Linked DNA regions of Mus musculus: all the other regions are linked to region 1. A link is a contact called in public HiChIP or PLAC-seq and promoter capture Hi-C data. All regions are on one chromosome and are shown on one strand. Each heading gives the region's core, a stretch centred on a gene start, on an enhancer-like site or on the middle of the called end of the contact. The rest is flanking DNA. Distances are from core to core; before and after follow the strand shown.

Region 1 (4,348 bases), core at 850-3,349:
CTTGCTTTTGTGTAACTCTTATGGGATGACAGCGGGATACGGAATACATTAATTAGCTAGCTCAGCGGTTGTAGCTGAGCACGGTGGCTCACGCTTTTAATCCTAGCACTAGGGAGGCAGAGGCCAGCCTTGTCTACAAAATGAGTCCTAGGACAGCTAGAGCTACATAGTGAGACCCTGTCTCAAAACAAACAAAATATGATTGCTGTTCTCAGAGAACACAGGTTCGATTCCCAGCGCCCACATAACTGACCCAATGTCCGGAGATCCGATGCCCTCCTCTGGCACAGGCATGCAAGCAGGTAAAATACAAAAAGAAAAAAAGGAGAAAAGAAGGAGAAAGAAAGAAAAAACACTCAGAAGCAGTGCAGGACAGCTGAAACTATAAAGGTGATATCTTGTTTCAAAAAAAAAAAATTAATAAAAGGCCAGCAAGGTGGCTCAGCAGGTAAAGGGACGTGCCGCCAACACTGAGTACACGGGTAGTTTCCCCAGGAAGACGGGAAGAAAGAACAGCCCAAGAACTGAGTACTTTGTCCTCTACATATGTGAGTGCAGGAGGGTTTCGAAGATGTTTTTCCGTAACTCCACAGGGTGCGAATCTCACTCCACCCGGACTCATCCCGCATGACGGTGCCGCAGCGTGTGAGAGCATGAGAGAAGGAAACATCGAGTTCTCTCCGGGACGCCGTGCAGACTGTCCAAAGAACTGTAGCACCAAACAGACTCGAACGACCCGAGACAACACTTAGTTAGGCTCCTGAGGGCTGGATTGGAGGGGCGTGCTCGCCGATGGAAGGGGCCCCGCCCCGGAAGCCCTCTCCTCGGGCTAAGACCGGCTGCCCTTGTTCTTATATGGGCATCCGGAAGTGGTTCGCGGCGCCAACCTACGTCATTACATCCAAATTTAGCCAGGGAAGTCGGCCGGCTGCAGTGGCGGGAAGTCTGCCCGCTGGCAGGGGGTGTTTCTTAAAGGGCCTGCACAGCAAATGAAAGGGGTTATTTGAATTTTTCTCCCTTCTGCAACTAGAAGCAAGTTTTTCTTGGGAAGTGATGCAAAGTGGAACCGACTTCTTTTTTTCTTTTCTTTGTTACTGTGTGTGTGTGTGTGTGTGTGTGTGTGTGTGTGTGTGTGTGTGTGTGTGTGTGTGTGTGTGTGTGTGAGACATCGTATAGAAGTCTGTTCTCTTGTACGGCGTGGGACCGGTGGGACCGGGAATCGAACTGAGTTCGTTAGGCTTGGCAACAAGTGGCTCCACCCACTGTGCCATCTCGACCCAGATATCTGTCTTTCTTGGAGTAATTCCGTTCACGAGGGCATGAAGGCAGAAAACTGCTCTATTGACAAGGGAAGATCGCAGGCCCTATGGACATTGGGACTTCCATGCCACTGGGTTGCGGAAAACTGGGAGATCTTTAACGCTGAAAGTAAAGAGCAGTCGTGAGGTGGTGGATATCTGTGGTTACGGGGTACAGTGTCCGTGCCCACTTTCCACCCATGTCCAGAAAGGTGGAGATAGAAGGGCTGCAGGCTTTAGTTGATCCTTTCGCCATAGTATAATCATATAATCATTCGTTTAGTAAATATTGGTCAGGTGGCTGCCTATTTCTCACCTGGAAAACTGTATCTTCTATGGAGTGGAGGTGAGAGATCAGAGACATTGAATAAAAAGAGAAAGTTCAACACTGTAGTAACTGGCGTGTAGTAACTGCTTAATAAGTAGCAGCGTTTTTACTGTTCAAAAAATATTAATTAGCAGGCTGGTAGGCAAGATGAACGGTGCCCTCGGGGAATGTACCCCGGTCCCGGGTTTTCCCCACTGCAGTCAGATTACCGCCCACTATCCGTCTCGTTGGTGGGCCTCATCCTCTGGCCCGTTGGTGACTCTGAGAACCCAGAACCTAGTGTCTTAAGGTGCAGTGGGGAAGTTCTTCCTTGCAGTAGTTAAGTCCTTTTTCCTTCGAGGCGTAAATTTATCCCTATTGCTTTAAGGACTCGCTAGCCACTGTGGAAAGCCCGGATGAGGCCCTCTGGTTGGGCGTGGTGTTGCAGTGACGTCACTCTCAGTATATTAAAAGGCTCCGGCTTGCTGCCCTCGCCCGAACGTCTAGCAGAGTACCTGCTGCTGTAAGCTTGTCGTCTGGGCTGCACCGCCCGTCTTAACCCATTCTCGACTTAACTACTCTCGTCGAACAAGCATGGAAGTACAGAAAGAAGCGCAGCGCATCATGACTCTGTCGGTATGGAAGATGTACCACTCTCGCATGCAGCGAGGTGGCTTGCGACTCCACCGGAGTCTGCAGCTGTCCCTCGTTATGCGCAGCGCTCGAGAGGTCTACCTCTCAGCCAAGGTAGAAGCCCACCAGCCCGAGTTCCCGCCATCCCGCAGGGCTCTTGACCCTCGCCTGCACCCGCCGCGGGAAGCCGAAGTTGCAGTGGAAGTAGCGTCCCCCGAAGCCGTGCAGCCTCCGGAGCCCATGGATACGCAAGAGGAAGTGCTGCGAGTCCAGGAGACCCCTGCGCTCTGTGACCCGCCCCCCGCTAGAGTCAGCCGCAAGCGCCGGAGCAGCAGCGATTTGAGCGACGGTAGTGATGCCGGACTGGTACCAAGCAAGAAGGCCCGTCTAGAAGAGGTGGAGGGGGAGGCGACGTCGGAGGTTCCCGATCGCCTGCAGCTTCCTCCGGCACAAAGCGAAGGTGCCTTCCCTAACCTCGCCCGCGTCCTCCAAAGGCGCTTCTCCAGTCTCCTGAACTGTGGACCCGCCGTGCCCCCGCCGACGCCCCCCACGTGCGAGGCCAAGCCAGCCTGCCGCCCGGCCGACAATATGCTCAACGTGCTGGTGCGAGCTGTGGTGGCCTTCTGAGAGCTCTGGTGGCTTCTTTCGAGCGGCGCCACCGGAGCGGAGAACGCACACCCGAGGCGAAGGCCGGCGGGGGCCGTGAAGAAGAGCCGCGGCCCGAGCTGCCGAGAGGCCAGGGGAAGGACTGAGGAGCGAGGGGCGCGGGCGCCTTCTCCCAGACGTGCGTCCATAGGTGCTATTAAAGGACTGTCCCTTCCTTGGCTTGGAGAAGGGACACCTAGATCTTGAATCTCAGGGTCGAACTCTCTAGGGGCCAGGCTGCCCTTTCAAGGCCGTTTCACTACCATTCGCGTTTCGGCCCCTACAAGTGGGCACGCTTGTGCAAGCGGTCAGAGTTGCGTCATGGGACAGACGCGGGTGCTTCCTGTTGCCTTGCGTGGGTGTGGGGCCTGGGAGGAGGCCAGGGTGTGGACCCGCCCTAGGGACTGGGAAGTGACTTGAGTCACCTCGCCCCCACAGGCTGCTGTGGGTGAGCCTGAACTGAACCAATCAAATCTGCGATCAGAGTTGAAGTGGCTGGAGACCCCGGGACTGGTCAACCTAGATGATCGCCTGGCGTGGACCACCGCGGGACGGGTGGGCCGCTGGTCGTAGTTGCTGCCGTAGACACAGCTTCTTCGGGCAGGAAAGAAAATTTTTTTTTTACCAGCGTGTTTAAGAAAGTCTGTTTACTTTTCCCACGGTGGGTTGTTTAATTAGCAACTACCTGGAGTTTTACAATGTCAGCTAGGAAAATAAAGACCATCGGTGTAAAACGCGCGGCTTGTCTGGCTTGCTTCCCTGGTGGGGGAGGGGTGGGGTTAAGGGGTCAGCCGCTCCCTAAGCCTCCGGAACTGGTTTGACTGGGTGCGGAGCCAGAGGGAGGCCGGGCCCCATTTCTTTGCCACAAGTTTACCTGCTTAAGCTAGCCCTGTAATTTGGGAGTGCCTTAGAAATTAACAAACTCTGGGGGAATAGTGTGTGGAAAGCTTAGTTTACAATTGGGGAGGGGGGTATTGGGTGCAGTGTTTCAAGAAGAGCTGAGGAATTTTAAATGATGGCGTTTCTCCCCCTCGACCGGAATTGCGTAGGGCCCCCACGGGTAGAGTGGCGGTGACTGAACTTTGAACCTGCGTTCAGCCCCTTACACGATTTCTTTAGTGTGGCTCAGGCAGATAATTGAGTGCTAACTTAAGTTACCTGTCTATGAAATATCCCTAAGACGAGCATAATGCCTAAAGCCCTCAATGCTATCACTGGGGAGGCAGAAGTAGAAGGTTCGAGGCCATCCTGGTCTACAGAACGAGTTCCAGGACAGCCAAGGCTACACAAGAAACCCTATCTCGTAAAAAAACGAAATAAATGAACCTATAAACCGCTTCCTCAGAACACTTAGGTTTTAACAGTGTTAACGCTGGTGTTTCACGTTTAATTCAACGGGGTTTCGTGGGTAGACCAGCTCAAGAAACAGCAAGTCCCTAAATGTTTTTTGGTTTTTTAAATCGGG
Region 2 (4,348 bases), core at 1,007-3,506, 210 kb before region 1:
AGTGTGTATAAAATGTATGGACCACTTCTTTTTCTCCTGCATATTTACAGCCTGAAACTGCTCCCCTACAGAGACTTCCTACTGAAATTAGCTAAACCTGCTTCCTCATTCAACTGTATACAATAAGCCTGCTATCTCAACTGGCTAAAAAACCAATTATAAATGAACCAAGTTTCAGGACTGCGGCTGGTGTGCCTCCAGCAGGGCATATGGCCCACTCAATCCCGTGTGGTTTTTTGTACAGGTGCCTGTCCTTTCTTTATTCCTTTGTCAGACCAGTCAAGGTCAAATCCAAACACATGCAGGTTTCAGCAACTGGGAATGTACATTCAGTGACAGGGTGCTCATCTACCACGCATACAAGCACACTGGGTTCCATCCTCTATACAGCAAAAAAGCAAGAGAGCAAACAAAGTAGAAAATGCAGAGTGGATCACATATCTAAATAAATGAAAAAAAAATCACAAAATTAGAATATTGGAGAAAATCTAAGTGACTTTGATTTTGGTGTCTTTTGAGTGCCTCACTATATAGACCATGCTGGGATCAAAGGTTTATGCCGCCAAGCCTGGCTGTTGATGTCTTATTTTTTTGGTTTTGGTTTTTCAAGACAGTGTTTCTCAGCGTAGCCCTGGCTGCCTGGCTGCCTTGGAACTTACTTTGTAGACCAGGCTGGCCTTGAGCTTAGAGCCCTGCCTTCCTCTCAGCCTCTGGAGTGCGGAAATAAAAGGCACGTGCCACTATGCCCAGCTTTTTTCACCCCTTTTCTGTTGATGTCTTAAATAAAACACACACACATATAAATCCACAAAAGAATTGAGAAACTAGCCGGGCAGCAGTGGCACATGCCTTTAATCCCAGCACTTGGGAGGTAGAAGCAGGTGGGTTTCTGAGTTCGTGGCCAGCCTGGTCTACATAGTGTGTTCCAGGACAGCCAGAGTTACACAGAGAAACCCTGTCTCCAAAAAAAAAAAAAAAGAAAAAAGAAAAAGAAAGAAAAACAAAAACCAAGAGAAAATGAGTCTAAACATGAGGATTCTATGCATCCTGAAATTAAACCTTGTGGATATCAAAAGGAGACTGCCAGTACCCAGAACCAATGTGGGCACCTGTTGTTAGCATTTCCTGTAGGCTCCGCCCAAGAGTTACCTAGCAACAGCCAGGTAAGACCCTGGCTCACAGGTAAGGACTATTTGGCTCTGGTGTCTGTCTCCCCTCCCCTCCTCTCTCTCCATCTTCCCTCTCTCTCCATCTTTCCATTTCCTCCCTCTTTCGCTCTCGCTCTCTATTTTCCTCCACCTCTCCCTTCTCGCCAGTAAACTTCCTCTATATGAGGTCTGTCTCATGGCTGTCCTCACGAGGACACCTAGGCCGGGCCCGCCACGGTGCTCCACTTGTCCTCTGCGGCTTCATAAAACACCAACCTGGAAGGTGTTAAATCACCCGTGGACCAAGGCCCAGGGCAGACCACGTGGAATGACCTACGTGACCAAGGCGGGGCCCCGGAAGGGCAGCTGGGCCTGTCACTCCTCACCTCGGGGCCACTGAGCCGGGCGTCTCCTCGTGGTTCTCACTCTGCCGATGCTCTCCGCTCTCCACAATCGCCGGCGGCTCCTGGTCCTTTAACTCCACGGGAGGCGCGGCCACCTGCGAGCGCAGCCAGCTCTGAGAGGCGGGGTGGGGAAGCTCAAAAGGGACGCGCTAGCAGGGAGGCCCCGGGGTCAGGACCCTCGGGGCCGCAATGGGGGGCGCGCTAACACCTTCCCGCGGAGAGTAGTTAAAAGGAGGCCGAGTGTGGCACACGCCTCGAACCCCTCCTCAGCCTCGGGAGGCGGAGGCAGGCAACCGCTGAGGGTTCGAGGCCCGGCCTGGTCTACACCGTGTGCTGTCTTCGACCAGCTCCTGAAGCGCACCGCACCCCCTCACAGCCTCGTCCACCAGGCCCCACCGTCTCGTTAGTCAGGAAACCTCGCCTCTCCCGGCAAGAGGCGGCTCCAACCGCGGGGAACAGGGCCCGGGTTCGAATGTGTGGAGGAAGTCTCTGTTCCCCGCGGCCCTAAGCCCCGTCGCCCGCCTCCCGCCGCCCGCACACGGGAAACCGCACCGCACTCACTCCGTGGCGCTCCATTCCGTCTTTTCCCGCCTCAGCGCCCTCTGCGCACGCCACGCCCCCTGCACGCCCCGCCCCGAGCACGTGCTGAATGAAACGCGCCCTGGCCCCGCCCCCGCCCCCCCCCCCCCGGGGGCGGCGAACTCGAAGGCCCTCCGAACTGGCTCTGCCTTTTGGGCTATGCTGGTGCTATGTGGTAACAGACGGATTTGTGTTGTATGGACCGGTGGGCGTCTGAGCTCATAATGCGTAGGTGCGGGACTCGGGGTCACCTGTGGCCCTCAAGAGTTTGAGGAATTCACACTGCGTCAGAGTTCCGCCCCTTCGATCTACAGTTTGTGTGGCGGCAGTGTCTTTTTAAGACAGGGTTTCTCAGTGTTTCCCTGACTGTCCTAGAACTAGCTCTGTACATCAGACTGGCCTCAAACTCACACTCTCCTGCCTCTGCGGCTAGAGTGCTGGGATCAAAAGTATGCGCCACTAGTGCCCAGATCAAATTCTTTTGGAACAGGGTTCCACTATGTCCCAGCCTAGGACTCTGTAAACCAGGCTGACCTAGAACTCTGAGATCAGCTTGCCTCTCTGCCTTGGAATTGAAGGCAGGCACCACCTAGGAACAACCTTCATTTTATTTTATTTACATGTTATATATGATTTAAACTACTTTTGGGCACCTTCCAACTAAGGCCAGAAGAGGGCATCAGATCCCCTAGTTATAAGCCTCCTGGCATGGATTTTGAAAACCTAATTCCTGTTCCCTGATGCTCTTCATCGATGAGCTGAATTTTATTTTTGTTTTACGTTTGACCTATTTTGTGCATGCCTATGTGCCATCCACTCCGGGAGTGTGGAAGTCAGAGGACAGCCTGAACGAGTCCACAATCTCCTTCCACCGTGTGGGTCATGGAGATGCAACTCAGGTCATCAGACTAGGCAAGCACCTGTACCCACTGAGCCATCTAGAGGGATCTCTTGTGTTTAAGTGGTTTTTTAATACACATTTTTACGGGTGTGGGTGTTTTGACTGCATATATTTATTTCTATACTACGTGTGTGCATAGTGCCCATAGTGGCCAGAAAAGAGGTTCAGGTCCCCTGAGGCTGGAATTACAATTGTGAGCCACCATATGGGTGCTTAAAATTAGACTTGGTCCTCTGCAGGACAAACCAGTACTTAACCTCTGAGCCATCTTTTCAACCCTTTCTGTTTTTGCTGCTACATCCCTAGCAGCTTGGGGCCTGAAATGCTATGTGAGGGAATGAAGAAAGGACAGACACACAGTGAAACTGGGATCCGGTGGCTTCTCTAATGCTATGGCTGCAACCTGGACCCTCAGCTATTTATTAAATACAGCACAGCTAGTCTTGGTAGGAAGAATCTGGGGGTGAGCAATCCTAGCCTGCAAACACCAGGAGAGGAAGCCAGATCTGCTAGCCTTTGTACACTGGTTGATTATCTGGAAGCCATCATTCTGGAACTCTAGGGAAAGAGTTGCCGTTCCTCCTGAGCCTGGTTCATATAGGTAATTGATTAGACAGGTTTTCCAGGGGTCAATTGGTCTTGGACTCCTGTGCCCAGATTAAGATATACATTCAGGCTGGACTCTACCTACTCAGGGCTCCCTCTGCTTGCTTTCTGTCTCTGTATAGCCCTGGCTGTCCTGGAAGCTCTATAGACCAGGCTAGCCTCAAACTCAGAGATCAGCCTGCCTTTGCCCCATCAAGTGCTGATTCAAGGGGGAGGGGTATACCACCAAACCCAGCTGAAAAACTGGCACTCCTAAAATACATTTCCTTTTATTACTGTAGTGATTAAAAACTAAAACTGTTATAAATGTTGCAAAAATAACTGGCAGATCATAAATTTATTGATAGGAGGCAACAAACTAAGTGTTGCTGGGTGATGGTGGTGCACAGCTTTAATCCCAGTGGTCAGGAGGCAAAACCAGGCCCATCTGAGGCCAGCCTGGTCTACAGAGTGAGTTTCAGGACAGCTAGGGCTACAGAGAGCAACCCTGTCTGGAAAAAATGTGGGTGACATAAACCTATATAATCCAATGTCCTCTTCTGGTATGTCTGTGTCTGAAGGCAGCTACAGTGTACTCACATATATAAAATCTTTAAAAAAAGAAAAAAGACATACAGACAAAATAACTATACACATAAAAATAAATTAAAAAGCAAAACAAAACAATCCAAAACACCACCTAAACACCCAAGAGCCAAAGCTCATCTGAA
Region 3 (4,348 bases), core at 1,142-3,641, 140 kb before region 1:
GAAACATATCTGACACATGCTGACCATACACACATTGCTATGGGTTGTATAGACAGCATGACCTTGAGCTTGAACACATGGATATATGCTACATGGGCTAACACACCGGCACATCCCTGACAAAGGAAGACACCCAATGCCTGCTGTGCAAACACAAATGCTCACATACAGTCAGGCATGTTAGCATTGTCTGATACACACAGCTATTCATAGATTGACATGGTCTAACATACACTTACTGGCATGGGCGGACACACAGAGACCCATATCCCGGACATAGACACCCATCCTTGACCCATTGTGGTACACACAGGTCTTCTCTACTGACTGGGTCCCACAGGAAAACAAATGCATGTGAAGCCTTCTCATGGGCAGTCCCTCTGTGACCTTTGGACACTTAACTTACCTGCTGGGTCTCTCTCTCTCTCTCTCTCTCTCTCTCTCTCTCTCTCTCTCTCTCTCTCTCTCTCTCTCTCTCACACACACACACACACACATATGGGGAAAACATGTTACAGATCTCCAATGTGGCTGCACTGACCGTGTTGGGTCAGTGCTGATGCACTCAGTGTCCTATGGCCTCATCTCCTGTCATTCACACTCACATTTCCATCAGTGACCAGTATTCCCTGTCCTGATAGCTATGTTCCCCGTGCTTTGCAGAGGGAGGTGGAAGCACCTTTGCTGACTCATAGATACCTCCATGAGTACAGCCACACCCACGCCACTACTCAGAATATACTGAACACACACACACACACACACACACACACACACACACACACACACACACACACACAAAACTGGCCTTGCTCATACCCACACCAGACACCCCAGGCGCATCGCCTGCCCCCCATCTCAGAGGTTTGGGACGAGGGGCATAGCATTCAGGGACATTTATGCATACACATCCTTGTACCTCCTAGCCCCTACATACTCACTCACGCACACCTGGGCTCCTATACCACCCTGCCAGACAATGCATTGCTGAGAATTGCCACAGCTTCTTGGCTGGGGGGTGGGGGTGGGGACTGACAAGGTGCTGGCTGCACCTAGCAATAGGAGGGAGCTCTACCTTGGTGGGATCTGCCTGGGGACTGGGGCACAGTCTTCCCATCAACCTAGAGTCACCCAACAGTTCTCTATGTCCTACTTCAGAGTTTCCAGTACCCCCTTCCCAGCTTCTTTCTTCCCTCCCTCTCTGTGAAGACTTTTCCTTTCTCTCTCTGTTGCGAGAGAGAGAGAGAGAGAGAGAGAGAGAGAGAGAGAGAGAGAGAGAGAGAGAGAGAGAGAGTGAGAGAGAGAGAGAGAGAGAGAGTGTGTGTGTGTGTGTGTGTGTGTGTGTGTGTTTTGAAACAGGGTCTCAGTACACAGGTCAAGCCAGCCTCAAACTATGTAGCTCAGGCTGGTCTACAGCTCAGTTATAATTTTTCTCTTGGAGCTTCTGAGTGCAGGGATTGCAGACAGATGCCATATGCCAACCCACCCCACCTCATTCCCATCTGCAGTGGAAATGGGGAATCCTGGGCCTGCAATGGGCTGGAGCATCACCACAATACAAATAATGTTCCTAAGTCCCAGGACATGTGCAAAGCTATGGGAGACATATGAAGGGTAAGGGTGGTGTGTGTGTGTGTGTGCGCGCGCATGCATGCGTGTTATACTTGAGAGAGTTTTTACAGAACCTGCCAGCTGTTTTGCTATCAGGATTGTAGATCAGTGTGCCCTAGGTCTGGGGTATATCTGGCCAACTCAATGTATAACGTGTGTGTGTGTGTGTGTGTGTGTGTGTGTGTATGTACAGTGATACTTTGTGTCCTTTGTATGGGGGCTCCCATGTGTCAGTGTCACCATGTCTGGGTTGCCATAGCTGTCTTCCAAGATATTTTGGCGTGGCTGTGTGTTGGTGTGTCATTGTGTATCCAGAGTGTGACAAGGTATATATGGTTGTGTGATCGTGTGTGTCAATATTCTGCAGGAACATGTGTGGCACGTGCATGTATGTTAGTGTGGCTCTCCGCATCTGTCTGCATTGGGACGACATGTGACAGTAGGTGGTGTGTGGCTCTTGCTCGTGTCTGTGCCCGGTGTGCACCGCCGTCTGCTGCGACTCCATGAGGAATAGGCCCTGCGTTCCTTCGTGACATTTGTGCCCGTCCAAGCCCTGCTGCGTGTCAGCGTGTGTCGGCGCCCGAACGCCGGCCAGCACGTGTCGGGGCGGCCGCGTCGGTGTGCGTCCCCGCGTGTATGTGTGTGTGCGTGTGTGCGTGTGTGCATGTGTGTGCGCGCCGGCCGCGCTCACCCGCCCCGCCCGCCCCTCCCCGCGCCCCTCCTCCCGCCCGCGCCGCCCGCCCGCTCCCTCTCCCCGGAGTGCGCCGCTTCCAAACTTTGTCTAAACTTTCACTTTCACAGCGCGGCGGCGGCGGCGGCGGCGGCGGTGGCGGGCGAGGGCGAGCGGCCGAGCGGCGGCGGCATGGAGTAGACGCGCGGCGGCGGCGGCGGCGGCGGCGGACGCGAGAGGCAGCGGCGAGCGCGGCGGCGGCCCGGAGCCCGCGGGGCCGAGCCTGTGAGCGCGGAGCGGCGGCGGGCCGAGCGGGGCCGCGGGCCGGGCGGGCGCCGCGCGGCAGAGGCCGGAGCAGCGGAGCCGGAGCCCGAGCGCCAGCCAGCGCGACGCCGCCTGCCGGGCCTGCCCTCGCCGCGGCCGGCCTCCGCGCTCGCGCCCGGGCGCCCAGCGATGTACTCCCCGTACTGCCTCACCCAGGTACCGGCCGCCGCCCCCGCGCCCCGGGAGGGCCGGGCCGGGGTCCCGCAGGCGCGCGGGCAGCGGGCGGGGCGCGGGGGCGCTGCCCCGGGGCGCGCGGCAGGAGTGCGTGGAGAGGGGGCGAGGGGCGAACGCGCGCGGCGGGGTGCGGCGGACAGCGGACCCCTGCTGCTGCGCGGCGACGCGGCGTGGTGGCAGGCGCGGGCGGGCAGGGTGACACGGCGGCAGGAGGCAGAGTGGCCCCGGGGCGCGGGGGAGCACGGGCGGGCGGCGTTCCGTGCGCGCGGCGCGGCGCGGCCGCCCCGGGGTGGCAGTGGCGGGCGTGTGGGCAGCGGCTCTGCGTGCGGCTGGGGTGCCCCGGGCGGCCCGAGCGGCCCGGGCGTCTCCCCAAAGTCTTTGTTCAGGCCTCGCATGGGAGCGGGGCTGAGAAAATGGCGGGGCTCCCAAATTTCGGAGGGGCAGGGGAGGGGAGGGAGGGACGGGCGTGCTGCCAGCCCGGGCCGCGCCTCTCTGCGGATCCTGGACGTTTGCAGACGCGGCTCCCCGGCCCCAAACTTTCCTCCGTGCAAACTTTCCGGTCTCGAAGACCAGGACCGCCGCTGCGTGAACCTGGAAGTGCCCCGGGGAATCCCGGTCCGCTACCCGCAGGCGGGAAGGGCGGGAGCGGCGGCGGCCACCGCAGGTCGACCCTGTTGGGATCAGCCGTCGGGTCAGCCTCGGGCACAGCAGCGCCGACCTTGGCGTGCTTCGGGAGCGCGAGCGCGAGAACGCGTCCCGCCTCCAGCGAAGTTCCCTGCGCTATGGTGTAGCGGAGGCTCAGGCCTGGAGCGTGCCTGATCTGCCACCCCACTCTTTTTAGCCGTGACTCCAAGCTCTGAGAGGGCACCAGCCAGACCAACCCAGATCTAGAGGGGCCCTCACAGCTCTATCTGCAGGACCAGGCCAGGGCAGATGACAGATTTCGGCAGGCAGAGGGAATTTGTGGAGGTTGTCTAGCCTTGCCTGCTGGCCAGGCCTGTCTGTGGGAGCTCTCTAGGCCAACCCCAAGTCCCTAATGGCAATCCTTTGCTAAACCAGAGCCCTTTCCGACAAGTGCTAAAAGTGCCACCACCTTAGAGTGGGAACATATACTCATGGTGTGTATATATGGCCAGGTATTCAAGGAGCATGCCAGGATGTTTTGAAGGGCAAGAAGGTATATGCAGGCGGGTTGCAGTTCCAGCGACACCACGTTCTTGTAGTCCCAGGGGCTACTTGTCTGTGTGTCTAGAGTCTGTGTGTGACTTCTGTAGGCTGGCAGTGGCCAGACTGCGTGGCACAAACACAGATGACCAGGGGAGATGGTGTGTCTTCCAGTACAAATCACGTGCAAGTGTGTGTCAGCGGAGGAGCCCATGCTCGCCTGTCCTGCAAGCGTTAAGAGCCAATCTGACCACCATAGCAGTGTGGGTCTGTTCCTTCAAGTTGTCAACTACTCTGTGTTGGGTTCCCCACAGGAGGACCTGGTCAGCTATCTAGATCTGAGCTGTGGCTCCCTTCAGGGAGATTGATGATCTGCTGGTGTCTGAGTGCTAGTGGGACAAAGAC

The links. Promoter capture Hi-C pulls out the DNA fragments that hold promoters and counts their contacts. HiChIP or PLAC-seq counts read pairs in DNA pulled down with a chosen protein or histone mark.
Region 2: a contact with region 1 is called in a promoter capture Hi-C map of neural stem cells. The contact joins the promoter of Syce2 here to the promoter of Ier2 in region 1. A contact is called at or near these places in 3 of 39 promoter capture datasets (cranial neural crest, embryonic stem cells and neural stem cells), 3 of 484 Hi-C or Micro-C datasets (B cells, CD4 T cells and embryonic stem cells), 16 of 115 datasets of contacts at active chromatin or transcription factors (the 230-238 cell line, the SCID.adh cell line, bone marrow-derived macrophages and 11 more) and 4 of 9 other capture datasets (adipose tissue, liver, macrophages and 1 more).
Region 3: an H3K4me3 HiChIP or PLAC-seq map of embryonic limb bud shows a contact between it and region 1, with 5 times the contacts expected there. The contact joins the promoter of Nfix here to the promoter of Ier2 in region 1. A contact is called at or near these places in 12 of 39 promoter capture datasets (the HPC-7 cell line, the SN4741 cell line, cranial neural crest and 9 more), 3 of 484 Hi-C or Micro-C datasets (embryonic stem cells and reprogramming fibroblasts), 26 of 115 datasets of contacts at active chromatin or transcription factors (acute myeloid leukemia, bone marrow-derived macrophages, craniofacial prominence and 18 more) and 3 of 9 other capture datasets (adipose tissue, liver and pancreatic islet).

The regions. Positions count from the first base shown.
Region 1 is chr8:84,660,603-84,664,950 of GRCm38.p6, reverse strand. Ier2 (immediate early response 2) reads left to right here and starts at 2,099. Exons shown (of 1, transcript NM_010499.4): 1 at 2,099-3,620. The coding sequence starts at 2,200. The coding sequence ends at 2,865.
Region 2 is chr8:84,870,019-84,874,366 of GRCm38.p6, reverse strand. It overlaps Syce2 (synaptonemal complex central element protein 2), which reads right to left and starts at 2,256. Exons shown (of 5, transcript NM_027954.3): 1 at 2,114-2,256; 2 at 1,535-1,647. The coding sequence starts at 2,128.
Region 3 is chr8:84,798,411-84,802,758 of GRCm38.p6, reverse strand. It overlaps Nfix (nuclear factor I/X), which reads left to right and starts at 2,391. Exons shown (of 11, transcript NM_001371053.1): 1 at 2,391-2,761. The coding sequence starts at 2,735.